2 separate regions of the Mus musculus genome follow, and region 1 is linked to region 2. Evidence: chromatin contacts called from public HiChIP or PLAC-seq data. All regions are on one chromosome and are shown on one strand. Each heading gives the region's core, a stretch centred on a gene start, on an enhancer-like site or on the middle of the called end of the contact. The rest is flanking DNA. Distances are from core to core; before and after follow the strand shown.

Region 1 (7,516 bases), core at 3,860-6,359, 960 kb before region 2:
CAGCGGCAGGACAGTGCCTGTGCCTTTCTGAGACAGACAAGGGGACTGCTGGCCAGCATTTGACTATGCTCCCAACTTACCTTTGGGAATCAGGTAGAATGCCTAATGCTGGCGGCAATGCTCCCTTTCCTTTCCCGCATGCCCATAACAGTAACTTGAAGCCATGGGAGGAAGGTCGCTCTGCTCCCTTCTGCTTGGCTGCATTTTCTCAACATCCCACACTTTTGTCCATGTACCTGCCTTGGAGACATTCATCTTAAATCCTCTTTGCTGAAAACTCTTAATTCTCTTCCCATATCTGGTCTTGGAAACTTGTGCTTGAATATGTTTTGAGTCGTCAACATCTAAAAATGTCTCACATTCCTTTAAAAAGTTCAACTCCAATGAAGCCCAAAACTTTGAAATAAATATAGTGGGGAGCAATTGGAGACATCAACCTCTGGCCTACACACACACACACACACACACACACACACACACACACACATATACACATATACACACATACACACATATACACACATACACACACATATACAAATACACACACATACACACATATACAAACATATACACACATATATGTGCATACACACATACACAAACACATACACACATAAACACACATATACACACATACACACATATACACACATACACACACATATACAAATACACACACACATACACACATACACACATAAACACATATACATACATACACAAACACATACATACACAAACACATACACACATATACAAATACATACACATATATACACACATACACATATGCACAATACACACATATATGTACATACACACATACACAAACACATACACACATACATAAACACATACTTACACATATACACACATACACAAACACCTACACACTCATACACACATACACAAACACATACACACATAGACACATACCCACACATGTACACATACATACACACAACAACAACAACAAAAGAACAGATAGATAGTCATTCACCCATTGGCCTCAAACACTTTTTAAAACAGAAGTTGTTTGCAATCCCCTCTGTGGGATGAAGAGCTAATGGGTCGAAGCATGAGCTGATTATTAGTAGGACACAAGTACACAATCCATCTCTGAAACCTCCCTCATTGCACCCCATCCCTCAACCACTCCTTCTGCTTCCACAGTGGTAATCCTCTCAAAGGTGTTATACCAGCAGCACTCACACTGGACCAGAAGCCACGTGCCACGTAGGTTTCATATGGAAGAACAGCTAGGTAGAAGGCTTTCTGCTTTTACTGTGAGCAAAATAGGTGACAGTTTAAAAGTTATGGAACTGGCATATTGATGAGAAGGAAATATGAGCAAGTGTTGGGGTGCAGTTTCCATGCAAAGAAACCCAACCTGAGATCACATTCGAATTTGATCGAGGCAGAAGTTCAAAGCCAAGGTAAAGTCTGGAGTGAGTGGTAACCAAAGGAGAGCACACATACAGGCAGGGATGCAAAGTAAGGACCTAACGGACAACAGCAAGAAAGAAGAGGCCACAGTAAAGACAACCAAAGGAGAGGAGATTAAAAGGGAAGCCCAAAGACAGCCAAAACCAGAGCTTACTTACAAGCTGGTGTAGCCTGCAGCAGGCACCTACCTAAGTGATTTGCATTGGAGGCTGTGATGCTAATAACTAAGTGGGAATCACCAGCTGAAAGATACTGAATGGGTTTCCGGTGCCAGATTGGTAACAATGGGAGGTGCATCTCCCCGACCCTAACTATATAAATGATCAGAATGAGTAGAAGATAATGATTGGGTGAGTCCATTGGCCCTGACAAGGAAATCAAGATGCTAAAAGTTGTAATCCGTTAATGATTTCCAAGTTCTCATGAAATTAGATGTTGGACTGGCCATTACTGAGACATGGGGAAAAGAAGAAAATAGCTGAGATTTCTATCTTGAGAAGAAAAGAAATTAAGCGGGGTGTAGCTTGAATGGGGCTGTTGCCAGGGAGCCAGGACACAGTCATGAGGCAAGAAAATTAGTGAGTACTACAAACATGTTTGATAATGAAACACAATCTAGGTAGATGTGAAGAAAATGGACGAAAGGTCTCCAGATGTTTGGAAAGATCAGCAACCTAGATTTGGCTGTGTGGACAAGAGTGATGAGTGGCGGGGTGAACGGTTTCAGTGAATCAGATGCTAGAAGCTTGGATCTGAGTTCTTGCATGAGTCCTGGACATTGAGTTCTGAGGGTGCTCGAAGGAAGCAGGACTGGGGGAGGGGTTGCAGGTTCGATAGTTTCTCTCACCTATGGTAATCCTCAAAGAGGAAGTGAGGAGGGAGGATACTCCCAAAGCACTAACACGGCTAACCTGGCCTTAGCAAGTTCTCCTTTGCAAATTTACCTTCTGTTTCCTGAATGTTCTAACTCTAACCTCACACACACAAAGCTGAGCCTCAATGGCCCCTATATGAACTGCTGGAGTCGGGCAACCCAGGAGATGGGAAGAAGGGGGATGTTTGCCACATGCATTCTAATCAGCAACTGTTCTTCAGAGTTCCAGAACAAGTGCAGCCCTTCCAGTAGCCTCCGAGTGGATCAAAGAAAATGATCCACCATATTGATTGATACTCAGGTGTCCATCCCTCTGAGGCTGGAAAGATATTCACAAAATCACTTCTCTAAGTTCTGTGTTTGCAGTCATTCATTAAGATGGTGTTTAGGATGATAGTCTGGCCATCTTCAGGCAGCTAATTAACTGTGAGGTCTCTCCACCATCTTACCTTTAACCTTGTCTTCTGTTCTGTGGCAAGCAGAAGTGTGCTTTGCCCAGTGACACACCACAACCTTTACCTTAACTATGAACATTAGTCCCAGGGGCACTTTCTAAACTCGGCTGGGGCTCAAAAACCACAGCCCAACACTGGTGTGTTGACAGCTAAGAGCTCCAGGACTAGGGGGCTCTCAGATTCGGGGTTCCCCGTCCTTGGTCTGTTTTCTTCTCCACCAACTGGAGAGATACAGCCTCTGGAAATATTCTCATCCAGTGAAGCCCAAACTATAAGAGAACCCACTCCACTGTTTGTCATCTCTCCCTGGAATCTCATTTTGTGTCTCAGGAAGAAGTCTGAGCAGGGTTAACAAAGGGGCAGCTGACCTTAGAAGATGTCTGTCCTTTGGGTTCACATCCCAAATGTCTTAGTCAGGGTTTCTATTCCTGTACAAACATCATGACCAAGAAGCAAGTTAGGGAGGAAAGGGTTTATTCAGCTTACATTTCCACATTGCTGTTCATCACCAAGGAAGTCAGGACTGGAACTCAAGCAAGTCAGGAAGCAGGAGCTGATGCAGAGGCCATGGAGGGATGTTCCTTACTGACTTGCCTCCCCTGGCTTGCTCAGCCTGCTCTCTTATAGAACCAAGACTACCAGCCCAGAGATGGTCCCATCCACAAGGGGCCTTTCCCCCTTGATCACTAATTGAGAAAATGCCTTACAGTTGGATCTCATGGAGGCATTTCCTCAACTGAAGCTCCTTTCTCTGTGATAACTCCAGCTGTATCAAGTTGACACAAAACTAACCAGTACACCAAAGAACATCATTTTACAAGCCAATTTCTCTCTCCAGATCCCCCCCACCCCCCACCTTCCAGGAACAATCTATACATGTACCCATTTCCTTCTCTTCTGTGAATAAAGGTATTTTAGCATTCTAGCCTTCCTCTGAATTTCATATGTACACATAGATCACATTTGTCTGTTAATACACTGGGTGTCTGTGTTTATCTCCTATTTAGTCTGTTGGTTTCAATGGTATCCCATTTCTAAAGCACCACTCATGCTATATAGCAGCTCTGTGTTGGTGCAATTTTTAAAGCCATTTTATTGTGTTCTTATACCTTTAACTCTCTTCCCCTTTCTCCGCGCCAATCCTTTCTAACCTCCCAATACTAGGTAGGAGAGAAAGAAGGTTAGAGGGGAAAGGGGGCATAGGCTTCTATAAGCTACTTCCTGCTGATAAGAAACACTAGGTTCCTTAGGGGAAAGTACAATGTTTATAGTCAGAATATCCAGAATATCCAGAAAACCAGCAATCCAGCAATAACAAATACAAAAGCAAACCAGCAGCAGCAGCTGGGTGACAGCAGATAGGACAGCAGCAGAGGGAGCAGCAGTCACTCTAGCCCCTCTCAGGACTCTCCCACTTATACCTTCTCCAGAATCCCCAGAATTAGACTCTCTGCCCCTGGCAAATATCACACCCCCGCTAGTGCATGAGGCAAATCATAATCACCTTCTATGACCCCGCTTCTTATCCCACACTTGGGATTCAAACAAAAACATAGTCATGTAACATAACTGTGTTTTTAAAGAAACCCAAACTCTCACTACAGCTATATTCTCTCTTCAGTTCTAGAACAATCTCTTGTATAAGCTTGTTCTCTTGTTGTCTTTGAATTTCACTCTTCAAACTTGAGACAGGAACTGGCCATGGTGGCTTGGTAGGCTGTAGAATTTTCAGGGCCCCTCACCCATCGGAAACTACTCAGGCTCTACCTATCGACCCATTTTTCCTGTGTATTGAAATTATTTTGAGTTATCTTTCTCTACTTGAATATTTGGTAGATGGCTTTGGAAGGCTGGGAGTTAAATTCAGATCCTTAGACATGCTAAGCGATATATGATTCAGCCATACCCCTGCTCAAAACTGATTGTTTTAATAAAAGCAAAGACAGGGAAAGTTAAAAGATAGAGCAGAAGTTCCTTTTTTCAAGGATATAAGGAATGAGTCTTTTCTGCATTAGAGAAACTATGAATCACAAGAGGAGAAGGATTTAGTGCAGGGTTTCAATCTAGGAAACAACCTGACCCTTAATCTCTGAGCTTTCCCCTGTTGTCTCCCTTTGAGCAATACTTTAAATACCTTAAATTCCTTTCACTTTGGCTTCAGCTGGAGATATCTAAACTTGGTTCTCAAGCCACCTCTTTTAAATCTCTCTTTTTTTCTGTTCATCTTCTAGTGTCACAAGCAAGGATTGGGTATGGAGGACACCCACTGGGATTTCCAGGGTCTTGTCAGAAACAAGAATTAGACCTGAAGCATATGGATAGTGAGAGAAACAAAGGAACTGGGCTGGAGAGGTTAAGAAGCAACCAGACACTGCACTGCACTGGGCTGGGCTGGGCTGGGCTGGGCTGGGCTGGGCTGGGCTGGGCTGGGCTGGGCTGGGCTGGGCTGGGCTGGGCTGAGGTGAGCTGGGCTGGGCTGAGGTGAGCTGGGCTGGGCTGGGCTGGGCTGGGCTGGACTGGTCTGGATCTGTACAATGCAGGCTTTCTACCAGAGTGCTGTTAATGTGAGCCTTGGTGGGGAGGGCCCACAGATTTTCATGGATTCCTTCACATGTTAGTCTATATACTCCCCCTCCCCACTCTTCTGTATTGTGTACATGTGAGCTATCCTGTCGACAAACTTCTCTCTTTCTCTATTTTTCCCCACTTCAATCGGTCCTTTGTTGCAGAAGGTCCTGGTTAAGAATTCAGAGTAGAAGTGAATTATTTTTGCCTCTTACACAGATAATAAATGCTTAAGAAACATTTCCTGAGTTACACGCCAGATTATATTAACAACAGAGCCCGACAATGAAGATGTCTCTGCATCTACCAGGACACTTAAGTTTCTCAAATGTTTGCATGATAGTTAATATACAAAACGATTTTCAGGCCTTCTGTTACTGGCTCTGGGGTATTGTTAGCATACACATGATTCTGCTGGCTTGCCCTTGGGGACCTGGCAATTGCTTACCTTATCACCTGCCACTGCTGAGGCCAAGTGAGCCAGATGTGGACTGCTAGCTACCCTAGCTCTCTCTCTGTTGTCCCCAGCCAGTCTCCCTCTCCCCATTTCTGTTGTCCTCTGTTCCCCCCCCCCCCGACTCTGCTCTCAAGGCTCTGCTCCTGTCTGTCTGCCTGTCCACATATCTACTCATCTGCCTCTAACCCTTCTCCAGTTTTCACCTCCTCCCTTCCCCCAAATAAACCCTCTTACACCAACCAGATCTGTTACATTATATTTCATAACAGGTATGGCTACTTGAAAACCAATACACCAGAGACAGTGCCTGGTTGGAAGGAAGTGAGATGCTTTTTCAGGTACCATGACCCTGGAGGTGGAAGAGTTAGCGCATATTCTAGGCTCCTTCGTGAGGAACTCAAGCATGTGGAAGGTTTGTTTTTGTGGGGAGGGAGAAAAGGATCAGGGGTAGGGTATTTGCCTCTTGCTTTTCTTCCCTAGGTCCAGTTCCAAGTAGTTACACCTCACAGAAGTCTATGTGCAGTGCTAGCCAGTGCAGAGGATTACAGAACAAGGATGGCACTGCTAACTTTGAGTGGCAGTAAAAGCTTTGCTCACCTAGAGCTTGTGTGTCTGGAATTGCATGGCTGCCCTTCCCTTAGAGGTGCCTCCTGGAGATATTTTTATTTAAGTAGAGAGGGGGTAGGTGAGAGAACAAAGTAGTGCTTTGGCATGAAGGCCCATAAGGGTAGGAAGGGTGAGGGCTTCTTAAGGAAGTGGCCCCAGGCCTTCAACCCAAGAGGACAATGCACAGTTGCAGAATGCATTGATTAGGTTTCTGTACTGTGCTGGGTTATTCAAATGGAAGCCCTATTTTGTTCAGCTATTCCCAACACCCTAGTGGGGAACTCTGTATTAGTTAAGAAGTGTTTCATGAGACAAGATAAAGCTTGTTTGTGCTAGAATAGGTCCTGAGGTGGGAGGTTTCTCTTGTAAGAAATGAACCATTTGTTTCTAACTTTGCTGGGAAGTATCAGCTGTAAGGGTCCATGATTCACTGAAGAGTGATACCCAGGACTCACATAGTATGTAAACACAAAGAATGTTTTATTCTGCAGAAGTCCAGCATGCTGGGGTCTCCCATTACCAAGATAGAGATGCAACCAAGTGAGCTTACAGGCCTGATTTAAAGCAGTTAGGGGGTTCCAGGGTAGGTGACCTTTATCTTGCTCCATCTCTAGGGACATTTAATTACTGGGGTGTGGGGGCTGGAAACTGTTGCTGAGGAAGTCTGGAAACTGCTACTGACCCATAGTTTTTGCCTCAGGCCAGGTGGTGGGACATCTTCTGATGGCAGGGCAGTTTCTGACTAGATGCCTGAAGTCTGCTTTTTTGTTTTTGTTTTTTTTTTTCTAGTAACTGACTTGCCTGGGCTTGCCTGAACTTGTCCAATTCTTATCTCTACTCTCCTGGACTGCCAATTTGAAGCCTGTCATGGAGTCAGCCCTGTCTCACAGCCTCAAGCAAGAGGTAGGACATGGGTAATCTTTGATGTTGGTAAAACACTTCTGTGTGTGTCTATGAGGGTATTTCCATGGATGATTGACATGTAGGTCAGTGAACTGGCTGGAGAAATCCATCTCTGAACATAAGCAACACCATTCAGTAAACTTCAGGCTCAGCTGAATGAAAGTATGTGTGCATGTGTGTGCGTGCGTGCATGCGTTCGTGTGTGTG
Region 2 (6,636 bases), core at 1,561-4,060:
GTTAGAAAACATAAAGGCTGAAAGATCAATTTTTATTATTTCCTAGCTACTCAAAATCCCATTCCATCAGCTGCATCTAGAATGCTCCAGTGTGATGAGCCAAGAAAATCCATGTGTATTTAAGACAGAGATGCTCGCTCCTCCACCTCAGGAGCCTCTCCTCAGCACCCAGCAAGGTGGGCTCCTGCTTCCGCTACATGCTGTGACAGTCTATTTGGTGTGGCTGGAAGTGTCAGCCTGTGAGCACACAGTGCACTGTCACCCTCTGTCTTGCAGCCCTCAGGGAGTCCTTGAAGGCCCACTTTTTCCGAAGATGAGATTGATGAGCACAGAGAGGTCCATCTGCCTCCTTGAGGGCAGAGGATTCAGAGGGAGGCATGAAATTAGACTCTTGGGTGGGAAGAGGAAGCAGGGGAATGGAGACTTCTGGGATCACCTAGCTCTTTCTCACCTTAGAACATTCAGGATCTGTCTCTACCCAAGAACAGCCTTTTATCAGATCCTTCTAATAGTTACAGCGTTACAGGAAAAGCCAGTGTCCCACCAGAAAGCTATAATTTGTCCATAAAGCCCTTTTGCTTTTTAACTATAGTCAGACCACTGAATTGTTTAACACACAGTCTAAAGCTACGTAAATAACAAATTCCCAAACAGAGTCACTTGGCCCTAACACGGGCTTTCCACACTCTGCATTAACTCCTCTGGTGGGAAGGAGTTTACAACAGTTTGGGTCCATCCAAAAACTATATATCTGGCTGTTAAGTCCCTTAAGTCCTTAAGTCCCTGCGAAGTCTTCATGTGCTTCATCCTGCAAGGCCACTTTTACTGCTATCGCTATGTCCCCTGAAAGGAGAATATGTTCTCTGTGGAGGATGGAATGCTCCACATTCTGCATGGCCTCGACTCATTTGAATTCCCAGCTTTGGGTTTTATTTCCATCCCCCTCCCATGGAAACTGTCGCCTCGCAACTAATGGGGATTTCACACAGGAGTCTAATTTCCCTGTCTCCCCAGATGCAGCTCAGTGTGTGAGCGGGGGCTCTCTACGCTCTGCTCCCCAGATTCCAGAAGTTGGTGGACCATCTATGCACGGTGCCCCAGGGTGTGAGCTGGATCCTCTGGAGAAGAGGGAACCTGGAGATGGATTGCATGATCCCTGACTCCAGAAGGTCTCTCAGTGAGGGGGAGGAGAGATGCATGCAGAGATAAGAAGGGAAACAGAACTCACAACATGATGTCATAGGGCAGGTAGAGATGGGAAGCTGAGCCCGAGGAGATACCACAGTCAGCATCACAGCTTGGATCTTACATGCCCCAAAGCCTATGTGCTAAATGCTTGGTCACCAGCCTCTACTGAGAAAGAGTAGAGCCTTTGGGAAATAGGCCTACTGGAAGGAAATGAGGTCACTGTGTATATGCCTGTGATGATGATATTGGGTGCCTCTCTCTCTCTCTCTCTCTCTCTCTCTCTCTCTCTCTTCCTCTCTCTCTTTTTCTGTCTCTCTTCCTCTCTCTCTCTTCCTCTCTCTCTCTTCCTCTCTCTCTCTCTCTCTCACACACACACACATACACTCACACATTCATACATGTATATGCACACAGATGCATACAAGCACAGGCACACACATACACATGCACACGCACACATGTATATACATACACAGGTACATACATACACATGGATATACAATAACATGCACAGACACTCATGCACATACACACATATACATGCACATGCATATACACACATGCACACGTGCACATACAAGCACACACGCATTCACACACATAGGCACATAGACACATGCACACACACAAGCATGTGCACACACATATGTGCACACACAGGCATATACACACGTACACACAGGCACACACACTGCACACATGCCCACATGCCCACATCCACAGGCACACATTTGTGTTGCTTGTTTGTTCCTCACCAAACTGTTCTAAAGAGCAGGTTTTCATTCTGGTTCTTTATAAGACAGAGTCAGGTACCTCCAAGGGCAAATTCACCGATAATAAGGGAGGGGACAAAGGACAAGAAATGAGATAGTGCTGATGTCCAGAAAAGAAGTGCGAGCTCTAAGGAGTGAGCTCATCCAGCCTGGGGTCAGGAAAGTCACATTTCCAACCCAGGGTCCTGTTAGGAAAGACACTGGAGCCAGCCGGACCCTCCAGCTTTCCCTCCTCCTTGGGCATAGTTTTCCACCCAGGAAGGTTCTGGGTGCAAGCCTAGGTTTGAAAAGCTGAATAGGGGCAATGGCTCTCACGGCCTCATTCGTTACACTTAAGGCCCGATGTGACAAGCCAGGCACCCATCCCGAAGCCCTTTTCTTCTGTCCTTCATGTTTGTCCTGGTCTGGTTATAACTGGCCTTAGAAAAAAAATGTGCTATGTCCCTGCCCCCAGGCTTCCTGGAAGAGCCATGTGTCTGGTGGTTAGGAACAGAAGACAAGGGGTTCGTGGGCTCAGCTGTGTAACTGTTGACTGTCCTCTGAAGAAATGGGGTATTAAAAAAGTCCAGGGCCCAGGCAGGAGCCACATGTCCCATGTCATAGAAGCCACCAGCTACCTCCAGCATCCACTTGTCTCCATCCCACAGGCATCTCTGGCCCTCTTGCCAGGCCTTCGGTCACTCTCTGCTCCTCTTTTTGTCCCCACTTCACGGTCCCACCAGCAGTGCTGCCCCATGGCTGTTTTTTTCAGGGCTCCTCTCTAGTGCTAGAGGGGGTCTGTGCAGGGCTGGAGTAGGGTTGGGGGAGGGATCTGGAGGAATGCGGCCCTCCCCCCCAGCACCCAGTGAGAGCTGTATGCATAATAGAATACATTAGCCCCACTATTCAGCCCAGCCTCTTTAAGAACAATGGTGACAACTGAGCTGACTTTTGCCAAATGACTGGTTTTCTTCCACTCCGGAGCAGAGTGGAGCTGGCCAGACAAAGTCCATCCTCCATGCTTCCGAGCGTCTTGGATGCTGGGGACCAGGGGACGGGCTTTCTCCTGGACCCTTGCGCTTGACATGGACACTAACCATTAGTCTTCCCGCGGCAGAGACACAGGGGTTGAGAGGCGGGGAGGGGCTGCCACTCAGAAAATGGGCAGAAAGAGAGCATGTATTTAACACAAGCTCTCCGGCACCAGTGGTGGGCTCTAGTGGCTTTTATTATCTAGTGGTTTTACGGAAGAAAAAAAAAAAAGATCCATGTGGCTGCTAGGAGGGAACATGCTGTCACATGTGAGGCCGCAAGACACCTGCCTCATGGAAGAACACAGCTGGGTAAAAGAGTTCAGCTTCTAAGTGTAAGGACCTGCATGCCCTTGGGCAATCTCTTCACTCCTCTCTAGTCCTGGTTCTTCCTGTAGGAGGAAACTTGGCTGGGTAGGCTGAGACCCTTCACACCTTGACACCTGATGTTAAAAGAACGGTTACTCTACAGTAAAGATTCTCTTTACCATCCTAACAGAAAACCGTTCGGAAAAAAACCGGAAAGCCCCCCAAACAAAGCGAATGTTTAGTGATTGCTACAGTCATTGGCAAAGATGGCCGGGGACAGAGGAGAGCTGATGCCAGAAACAGAGTTAACTTCTTGGACATTTAAAAAAAAAAATGAATTACCATAGCTCCCAGGTTAAAACTGAAGACAGGCGGGTGACCAGGTAGGCACGGCCATGAAGACATGCTGTGTGTCTCTTTTCCCATACAGAGCCCACTGACCCTTGACTTTCTCTTCTGCCATGGATACAATTAGCACCTTATAAACAAAACCAGGCTCACAGTCCTAGGCTTTTAGCACCTAACTTTCCTCCCTCCCTCTTCCCCCCCCCCACCCTTTCCTCTCTTCGGTCTTCTCTGCTCCTACTCCCTCTCCTCTTCTACCCACTCCACCCCCAGCACCAGGGAAACCAGGATCTCCCGCATTCACAGCATTCATGTATGCTAAGCAAGCACCCCACTGCTTCCAGCCCTGTGTTTTCTTCTGAGACATTACATAATCAGCATTGATACTTTTAAGACTTTCTCCCTGTTTGTTTGTTTGTTTGTTTGTTTGTTTGTTTGTTTGTTTGTTTTTAGTGGTCCTGGGAAAGTCATCCCAAACCCTTAAAGATCTGACCTAGAAAGCAGGGCATCTTGGGAAAGAAACTCTCCCAGCTTCCCTCAGACATCCCCACTCGGCGAGGCCTCTCCCCTCTCCATCATGGAGACACCTTTTCTTGCTTTCCTTCCCACATTTTCTGATTCCCTTAGGTACCACAGGTTGGCTCTCTTATTCAGTCTACCTTCCAACACTGCCAACACAAAACAGCTTCCCAAGGCCAGAGATTACAGTTAGCTGTTTCTCTATCCCATAAAACAGTGCTCTAGCATGTAGGAAACTCAATAAATAACATTGCAGAATGAATAAAGGAATAAGTAGATGATTTTACAAGTGCTGTTTGGAGAAAGCGTACTACAGATGTGCATATCATGAGATTTGGACATTCTCAGAAAGAAATCTGAGAGGAGAACGTGAAAAGAAGAAAAGCTGTCCCCCAAGGTATGGGGGGAAGTCCCCTAAAGTGTTTACTACTTCTGGACCCTGAGCTCTTCTTCCATTTTCTTCATTTTGTATAGTTCCTACAATGACTATATAGGCTACTTTTGTAAATAAGGTAAAAGAGGAAGTCCTAATTTTTGAAAAAGAAGACAGATTGGCTGCACAGAATCAACCCAGGGCACAGAGAATAACTCGAGGCTCTTAAGGCTCAATTACACAGCTTCTTAAATATCCTCCTTCATTTTAAGCATTGGGTGGATATTGCAAAAGATCTAGGCTTCTCATTTTCTGGATAAGTGCCCCTATTGTCCGCTCCATGGTGCGTGTGGAATCGTATATTCCACCTTCCTTCCAGACCACACAGAAGCGAAGTGGGGAGAATCTCTCAGGCCAACAATCAATCAACAGATATTTAATGAGCTCCTACTATGTGCAAGGTTGGTACAAGTTTGTATGTTCTCTCTCAGTCTCTGGCTCACTTTCCTGTTCATGTACCTATTCTTCTCTCTTGCCTCCCTCCACCCCCAGTCTGCTCTCTTGGACTCCCTGCACTCCCCCTTGGGCATCTATCTAGTCATTGAACTATTAATGCCCTCTCCATTAAAAAGGAGGAGGAGGAAGAGGAGGAAGAAGAGGAGGAGAAGGAGAAGGAGGACGAGGAGGAGGAGGAGGAGGAGGAGGAGGAGGAGGAGGAGGAGGAGAAGAAGAAGAAGAAGAAGAAGAAGAAGAAGAAGAAGAAGAAGAAGAAAGAAAGAAAGAAAGAAAGAAAGAAAGAAAGAAAGAAAGAAAGAAAGAAAGAAAGAAAGAAAGAAAGAAGAAGAAAAGTCTCCAAATGTCTTCCACCTGTTCCACATCTGGACAGGGGAGCACCAAAGTGCTGAAGCTGGCTCAGAGACATATACAGCCTGCTTGAGGTCACAGAGTAAGTTGTTGAGGTGACCAGGCCTCTGATCTCCCTCCTGAAGTAGGTTTACCTCAGGCCCCTCCACCCTCCTGCTCTTCCTCTGCATGGTACATGTGTTACCAGGGGTAGCCTGCCACAGAGAGGCCATGCTAGACCCTGAGGGTCATATCCCTGCCATACCCAGGGCTATACTAGAAGATGTGTTTTTTCCAGACTACAGGAATTCATCTTGTAAGAACTTGCCACACCAAACACCTTTGCCATTTGGATTGGATCCTGTACCGAGGAGAGGAGAGATGGGGGAAAGCGTACCTTGGGTGTTGCAAAGAATATCTGGGTTATCTGCGGAGTCAAAAGGTATTCATCCCTTCTGGGGGAAGTCTGTGGGACCTATGTGTCCCTTGAATGGAGAAGGAAACAGAGTTCAGTGACTCAGATATCTGAAGCATGGCTAGGTATGAACCAGGAGCCAAAAAGGCTTATAAGGATTTCCCACAAAGCCACCAAATCCTGAACAGAAGGAAGCACATTCATCCTTGGGATCCAACTTGGCTTCTCTAGAAGGAAGCCATGTGTGAATTTCCAGCCTTGTTCTTTATCCACACACACTTGCCCCTGGGTCCCAGACACCCCAGGGCTCATCTGAGACCTCCTATTTCTACACCCCACTCCTATCAAGTGCTGTCAATATCTCCCACCAAGAGCATCTTCAGGAAACCTGTAGGTCTGAGACCAGATCTCTTCTTTCCATACAGTCTACCTTTGTGCTGCGGCTCTGACTCAATGTCTGTGTAACCTTCCTTGAGGCTCTCTAAGAAACCTCAACCACAGATTGTATCTCCTTCCTTCACCCCCCCCCCAGTTCCCTTATAAAGAAGAGAAAACCCCAGAAGCAGAAGAGCAAGCAGGGGTCCAAGGAAACTTCTGCTGGAGCTTCGGTGTCAGCGCATATTCTCTGAGAATAAGAAAAGTCCCCACCTTTTCAAGGATATTTAGAATCTCATCTGGATCAAGTGCCGCTAGTACCAGATTAAGCCACAGTGTGCAGGACCCAGAAATCAGGGTCCACCAGACAGGTCCATTCTCCAAGGTCACCACCTGCTCTCAAGCCCAAGTGAGCTTCAGATTCTGCCTTGAGATTTCCTGGAGCCTGCCTTGTGTCAAATACCTCCAGGATTGGTTTTGTAAGTC

What was found. HiChIP or PLAC-seq counts read pairs in DNA pulled down with a chosen protein or histone mark.
Region 1: a contact with region 2 is called in an H3K27ac HiChIP or PLAC-seq map of embryonic stem cells, with 3 times the contacts expected there. The contact joins two enhancer-like sites. A contact is called at or near these places in 3 of 115 datasets of contacts at active chromatin or transcription factors (astrocytes, embryonic stem cells and epiblast stem cells) and 1 of 9 other capture datasets (embryonic stem cells).

The regions. Positions count from the first base shown.
Region 1 is chr8:24,356,939-24,364,454 of GRCm38.p6, reverse strand. No RefSeq gene overlaps it. Among named protein-coding and RNA genes, the nearest start is that of Gm30633, 21 kb to the left of the region's middle. Within about 2 kb of position 5,109, at least 37 of the 459 cell types and tissues checked have an H3K27ac peak or open chromatin away from gene starts, as enhancers often do. A contact at or near this core is called in embryonic stem cells, where this site is marked.
Region 2 is chr8:23,395,770-23,402,405 of GRCm38.p6, reverse strand. The region is part of intron 1 of Gm30370 (a long non-coding RNA gene); the gene reads left to right. Among named protein-coding and RNA genes, the nearest start is that of Gm30370, 5.2 kb to the left of the region's middle. Within about 2 kb of position 2,810, at least 20 of the 459 cell types and tissues checked have an H3K27ac peak or open chromatin away from gene starts, as enhancers often do. A contact at or near this core is called in embryonic stem cells, where this site is marked.